Regions from separate parts of the Gossypium raimondii genome. Here region 1 is linked to region 2. The links are chromatin contacts, called in public Hi-C maps. All regions are on one chromosome and are shown on one strand. Each heading gives the region's core, a stretch centred on a gene start, on an enhancer-like site or on the middle of the called end of the contact. The rest is flanking DNA. Distances are from core to core; before and after follow the strand shown.

The links. A called contact is a pair of places that touch in the nucleus more often than the background predicts.
Region 1: a Hi-C map of leaf shows a contact between it and region 2, with 1.6 times the contacts expected there. The contact joins the enhancer-like site here to the promoter of LOC105766656 in region 2. A contact is called at or near these places in 2 of 2 Hi-C or Micro-C datasets (both in leaf).

Annotation. Positions count from the first base shown.
Region 1 is chr4:21,755,566-21,759,137 of ASM2569854v1, reverse strand. No RefSeq gene overlaps it. Among protein-coding and RNA genes, the nearest start is that of LOC105766655, 9.3 kb to the left of the region's middle. Within about 2 kb of position 1,862, the one cell type or tissue checked has open chromatin away from gene starts, as enhancers often do. A contact at or near this core is called in leaf, where this site is marked.
Region 2 is chr4:21,706,287-21,710,053 of ASM2569854v1, reverse strand. It overlaps LOC105766656 (hypothetical protein), which reads right to left and starts at 2,220. Exons shown (of 1, transcript XM_012586201.2): 1 at 951-2,220. The coding sequence starts at 2,059. The coding sequence ends at 1,235.

The sequences.
Region 1 (3,572 bases), core at 613-3,112, 49 kb before region 2:
AGAAGCTAATCATTATAAACAAAAATCGTGAGTGAAATGAGTTTTCCAAAAACATACAGAACCCTTAAAAATGTTCTAAAATTTCTTAACTTTATTTTTTAAACCTCACGTACAACAAAAGACTTAAAACCTTACCAACTCACTAGATTCTCTACTTTTCTAACTCAAATCTCATGATCATCGTTCCATGCAGAACTTCCCATAACTATCTCTTCTTCAGATCAACCAAGGAAGAAGATGAAGAAGAGAAGAAGGTGAAATAGATTTCAGAAGAATTCTCCCTAGGAAGTCATTTTCCCAACAATTATCACCCTTCACGCTCAATTATCAACCCTATAAAAACCATCCGTTGGTAATCTTTTTGTCTCCCACTAAGGAAGCAACTAGTTTTAATCCAACCGAACCAGAATTGGATCTTAACCATGTCTAGTTCAGTCACTAAATTTTCCTAACTTTTCAGTAAAGGCCACTAGCTTATGACTCCTTTCAATTTAACCTCCATTTGTTCCTAACTTTTGGACTTAAAGGAAATCGAGTTTGACAATGTCTCTATCTTTTGTGAGTCATCCGCTATGATGCCCAAGACAAGGCATTTTCCCAATTAGACTTGATAGATGAGATATTAGTCTTTTAATTTGTTTGCTCATTTTCGATTAGGCTAACGACGTATTTAGGTTCGTCTACTAATAAAATTTATCTTTTCGTATTAAGATCTGACCAAGCAATACTGATTAGTATTAGTTAAACATTAGACAACCAATGAGCAACATTTGCTTTCATTTTGCATTTTGCTTTGCGTGTAAAAACCATTTGAGGATAATAATACAAAGTATATTAATTGTAATCAATGAATTTATTTTATTAACCAATCTATTCGAAAAAATTACAAGTTTACATTTTTCTATTCCATTGGGATAATAAAATAAATTCATTGATTACAATTAAAATAAACTAAATCAATGAATTGTAATCAAAGTCTCTTTGGCTTTTACATTTTGCTATTCCATTGGGTTACTTTATGTCACTCTTTTTGGATATTATTTGGAGACATTTATTGATTGTATTGTGAGGTATTTGGGAGAGTAATTTGTAACAATTTGATTCATTGTTGGGGCTGCAAATGTCTATTGCTGTAAGGGTAGTTTTTTGGCTTTAGCCAATAAGTGTTTTGGTTGGATTGTTGAATAAGAATCATTCTCTGAGCAATGCTCGATAGAGTAGGATTGGTGAATTTAAATTTTATTAAAAAATATTGTTTGTTGGTTTCTTTCCTTATTTGCTCCTTGGTTTGCTTTGTCATTAATTTAATTTGTCTAATTATGTTCCAACTGTAATTAGAATGAAATTGTTTTTCAAGTGCAAACTGAAGACTTTTTCATTTGTCAATTAGAAAACCAAAAGAGAAAGAAGCCAAAGAAGAGAGAACAAAAAAATAACAACAAAGTATTTTGGGATAATTATAGAGAGGTCCCTAGCTTTAGTAAAAAGTACAAATACAATGTCATGTGTCAGTCATTTAATGGGCTAATATGCCACATTAGCAATCCGTCAGTAGATTAACAAAACTTTTAACGATGGTGATTAATTTAGACAATTATATTAATTAAAATGACTAAATTAAAAAAATATTAAAGTAATCGAAATAAGACAAACCCTATTTTAAAGTGACTATGGGTGCAACTTACCTATTATTTTGCTTGTGAAATGGTTCAAGCCGAATTGGAGAATATACAAAATGGAATACGCAACAGCTTTCTTGGGTGTTTATCAATGGTTCAGGTTGTACAATTGAAGACACCATTAGGCCCACATAAAAAGGTGGCCCAATCATAGGCCCATACATTTTAAAAGGAAACTATTACGCATTAGCATTTTTCCTACAGTTTTGTGAAAGGTCTACAAGGGCGGCTTGTTCCCTTTCCGCACGCCACGAGGCACACCACATAGATAATAAAATATAAGACAAAAACCAACCCACCAACACTTCTTTTAAAAGTAATAAATAAATAAATTGCAAAATGAGTAATTAATCAAGCCGATAAAATATGGGTTCGTAATTGGTTCATTTAATTTCATTCAATTCTATGTTAAATTTATGGTTAAAATATGTTACAAGTCTCTGTATATTTTAAAATCTAAGAATTGAGACATTGTACTTATATTTCATAAAATTTAGTTTCTTTAATTTTTAGATTTTAAAATTTAAGTTTAACTGTTAATACTATTAAATTTTTTATTAAATCATTATTGTGATATTTTTCAAATAAAAAGATATTCATTTGGTAGTCATGTAATTAAAAAAGACTTTGTAATTAATTTGAATTTAACAAAAAGTTAAAAATATTAACAATTGTACTTGAATTTAGAAATCTAAAATACAGAGAGACTAAATTTCATAAAATAAAAGTATAAAAACTAATTCTTAATTTTTAAAAATTACAAAAACTTATGAGACATTTTAACCTAAATCTATTGAAAAACTTATTTATCCGATTCTTTTATATTTACTCAAGACTTTGGTTATTTCAATTTAGTAAGTCTTCTTCACTTTCCCACTCTTTTTGATGAAATGAATTTTGGCAGTGGGAATTGGGAAATCATTTCCAAATCCATCGCACTCCTCACTTTATATTCATAAATCATGGGAAATTTTTATATTCATAAATTATTCAATTTTTGAATATTAAATTTCAAAACATTCATTAAAATAATATATTGTTTAGTAACTTAGAGATTTTATTAAATATGATGTTATTCAATTTTGTTACTTTTAATCTTGTTTTTTTTCAAATTTTTCGTGTTTCTTCACATATAAGTAACTCTTTTCTATAATAGTCCCATTTTGTTTATCAAGATTTTACGATATAGAGATATAGCTATTATACACCTATAATAACACATTGTTATACAAAGATAATTGTTCTAAATCTACCATAGAATTCATATAATTATTTTCATTAAATAAATAAAGTGAGAATTATGTTGGAAAAAGAAAGAAAGTGAGAATAAAGTCAACAAAATTAAACGGTGTATAACGTGTCATGCATTATTACCTTTATGCATATTTTATTTTACACTTGTTTTCATGATTAATTATAAAGTTCATAAATCTAAAATGTTCAACTAATCAATATAAGTTATCAAATTAAATTGATTAATTTATTATGAGTTATTAAATTCAAGTTGTCACGTTAGGATTCCTAAGGTCTTAAGTAGCAAAAGAGTTTGACATGCTAAATTGAAAAGTTCTCTAATCTAGCGGGTTCTTTTTGCAAATAAGAACAAGTAGTAGGCCGGTTGAGGAAAAGTTGGATTTCAACCATAATCCAGTTGGTTATGAACTAGAAATTACTTAGTGGGAGACATGATAATTAAAAGGTTGTACACTTGGGTATTGAAATAGAGATTGGTGAAGGAAGTAAGGGAGTACCATATAAGGGAGATATGTTATCCTCTGGGATCGTCTTTTTCTTTCTTTGATCTTTCTTCACCATCTTCATTGGTTAGGGTTGCAAGGAAGAAATATGAAAGAGCAGTCTGCATGGAGGAAAGAAGCTAAGGATTGTGCACAA
Region 2 (3,767 bases), core at 971-3,470:
TAAACATATTTTTCTACCAAATACACTTAAAAACTATTTTTTATCCACTTTTTTACTCCCTTCTTTCATCCATTTACTTTCCAAGGTTATTAAAGGGTTGCAGCCGTGAAAATAGACCAAAATTAGAAGCATATTTTTGACAAACGAAAGGGGACATAAATGTCTGTTTCAAAATGTGATGATAGGTGAAACAAATGAATACATATATGTAGAGAGTAAAACAGTCAACATTCTAAAATTCTCAACTCTTTACCTTATTACCCATTCCCATCCGCTTTCAAAATTTCAACCATTTCCCAAAGGAAAAAGAAAGTTAGAATTTCAATTTCACAGGCTCGTGATTGTGAATTTTTTACCACTCCCTCCTTTCCATGCTTGTGTCATTCACACTCATTTATTTATTCTTATGTTAAACCATTGGTCTAATTTTTTCAGCAGTCCCTGTACTCTTTACATTTTTAAAATTTAATCTCTACTAATTGATATTTAACAGAATTTAGTTAAAAATGTTATGACTTTTGAATAAAAAGTTGAATGCAATATATTTAAATTTAGAAAAAATGTTATCAAATAAATAAAAAGACTACATACTTGAATTTAAATATATAAACAAAACTGTGTTTGTATAAAATAAATGACCGTATTTGGCATTCAGTCATGGCAATCAAACTCCACTCATCAACATCAACCCAAAGCTTTTGTGTAATCATTTTAGCTGTTATTTAACACTTTTTTTTCATTAAACAAAAGTGTGCTCCATTACCTAAAAGAAAAAAAAGTGTGTCATGTTTTAATCAATGTTGCTTTTATGGATTTACTTAAAAAAATCATGCTCTCCTTTTACAAATCTAACTTTTACTACTTATAAAGTACAATAAACTTACCTTTTAAAATTGATTTTTATAAATTAAACATTTTTTAATTAATTAATTAATAATTGAAATATGAAATTTACATGATGCTCGTGAAATTTTATTAAAATAAGAACAAAAAATTTACAACCGTATCTACAGATCCTTGTATCAAGTAAAACCAAATCAAAATTTAAAAAGAGGGGGGGGATAGGAAAAATCAATGTGCATTTCATTTTTCTTACCTTGTCAAAACAGTCAGTCATCGTGTGACGTCACCACGAAAGAGAATTTTGAAAAATAGGCGGGACCCGCAAGTTACCCAACTACGACCGCAGACCAACCCGCGCTTGAGCTGTGCCCCACAACTGTCATCACGCACCTCAGATTAACGGCTCCGATCTCCTACCGGATGCGAACCGCTTCATTCCACCTAGACTGACCGGTTCACTCTCCATAATTTCAGGCTCCATCGATATTGCGTCACGATCATCTGGTGGCAAACGAGACCTAATGTCCCTATTCCCTGGCGGCCACTGGGCTACTGGAAGCGCGTCTGATTCACTTGCTTTCCCACTGGACCTGAAAATAGCACGAAAACTTGAAAATAAACCGCTTCTTTTGCCCGTCGTTTTCTCTTTAACTGTTTCAACTCCGGTCGATTTTTGGCTGTTCTTTTTTAGCCGGCCATTCCGGTCACGCTTCGATCTCACTCTTCCCATACAAGAAACCTTAGGTGAAGATGGTTCAACAACTGGCCGATCCGATTTAACTGAGCCAGGCCGTTTAGGAAACAATCTAGTGTTCCCAGGTTTCCTGTTCTTCGTTTCGACAAAGCAAGACTTCTGCGGTTTCGGTAAGCCGATGATGGAAGCTTTAGACTTTCTCAGAGAAAAGCGTTGAGAATTGGAGATCGAGTTAAGATTAGGGTTGAGGTTTGCAGAGTTGGGACCTGAGTTTCCTTTATGCGAATCTTTCCGTTCGTAAAAGGCGTTACGATCGAACCAGTCGAACTCGGCGTCTTTGGATAAGCAAAACGATTCTGGCGGGAAATCCGACGGGATTTCTTCTTCAATATGTTTCTCCGCCGGGTGGAGGTGGTCGTCGGAATCACTTTCGCTGGTTGCTAAAGTCTCGCAAATGATTTTGTTGTCGCAAGAGCCCCCGGCACAGGCGGAAACAAGGGTTTCTAAATTGCCTTGTGGCATTGTACGAAGGAAAAAATACACGCGCACTTGAATGTAGAAAAGGGTAGAAGTTTGACAGAGAGGAAGGTCGAATTGAGAATATTTATATATAAAAAAAGTAAATTGTTTTTTCTTTCGGAAAATTGAGAGAAAAATTGATGCTTTGGGTGGGAGAGTTTCAACGTTGTTGACTAGCGTTTGCTTCCTTTTTATGGTTTGAGATTATTTCTGATTCAGATAAAGTGAATTAGATAAATTCTCGTTTTCAAAAGATTTATTTGGAGGTATTTTCATTTTATTAAAAATGCAATAAAATTTAAATGATGTAGAATTTAAACCCATAATATTTATAAAATAAAATATTAATTTTATAACTGAATCAATAATATTTACATAAATAATGTATTTGTATTTTTTATATGAAGCATTTATGTGTTTAAATTTCTATTTTAATTGCAGTTTAATCTAGTTTTTCATTTCATATTTTATTATTAATTAATTTAAAATGATAAGTTTATTAATATCTATATTCTAAATGAGTAATTTTGGTTAAAATGTTTTTCAAACTTATTAAAATTCAAAATCTAAGCAGCTAAATATAATTAAAAGTATCAAAACATATAATTTAAAAAAGGGGATTCAGAATTGTTTTGAATTAATAGAATATGTATTTAGGAAATAGAAAAGAACCCACAGAAATTCTTTGCTTGCGAAATCCAGATACTAGTAGCAGTAGGAAACCACTTCATGCATGACGTAAAGGTCTTGGTTGCTTGATGGATATAGGTAAACATGGACAAATTTTAGTTTTCATATATGTAATAGAAAATATATCCACAATCGTCCAAAAAGTTAGATAGGATAGTGCGTGTTCTTTTTCTTCTAGATCCTTTTGTCTTTCTTTCTCGTTTTATGCTCAAGTTCAACCAACTCCACTAAAACAAATTCATATAATTTGTTTAGTTTTACTACATACCCTAAATGCGTGTGCAAATATATATTACTGATTTCATTTATATCAAATAAAGTTTACAGTGGTCAGTCACGATTCGTGTAGAGAGCTGGAAGAGGCGTTATGAATACTCATGAGTAAAAAAAGATGTTAGTGAATAGAGAGGAGATCCTGAAACCCTTCTCGAGGCATCATGTGTTTGTCTTTCACCCATTTCATATTCTCTATAGTTGATCAGTCGATCTATTGGTATCACTTTTTCTTAAGTAACGGTTGTTTTACAAGGATAATAGTAAACATGATGTATGGATATGTTGCTTTTGTCAGAGGTGTCATCTTCATAATTTGTGGGTTCGCGAGTGGAACCTCTCTAAGCTCTAGTTGGTACGATTTGGTTCTTGTGAGTTTCTAGCTCGCAAGGTATTCTATAAGATCAGTTTGCGAGATGTAAGTATAATTAATTAATTAATTTAGATGAATAATTCAAAGATTTGATGATATTATAATAAAATTTTATAAAAGAAATTGTTGGGAAATCAAAATTTATAAAAATGTAAGCAAATATATATAATTTATAATATAAAAAAGGCGTAAAATGTAATATGAAAATTGAAGTTACAGCAGGAAATGATTAGTTGGGTAATATGATGTTGGGGTAGGAGGAAAGCCGGAGTTCATTAGGTATGAACCAGTTGGACAAAAGGAGAGACAACAGCTTGATTCTAACAAATCTCCTCGTCCACCTTTTCATCACTATCATTCATTCATTCTTCACTA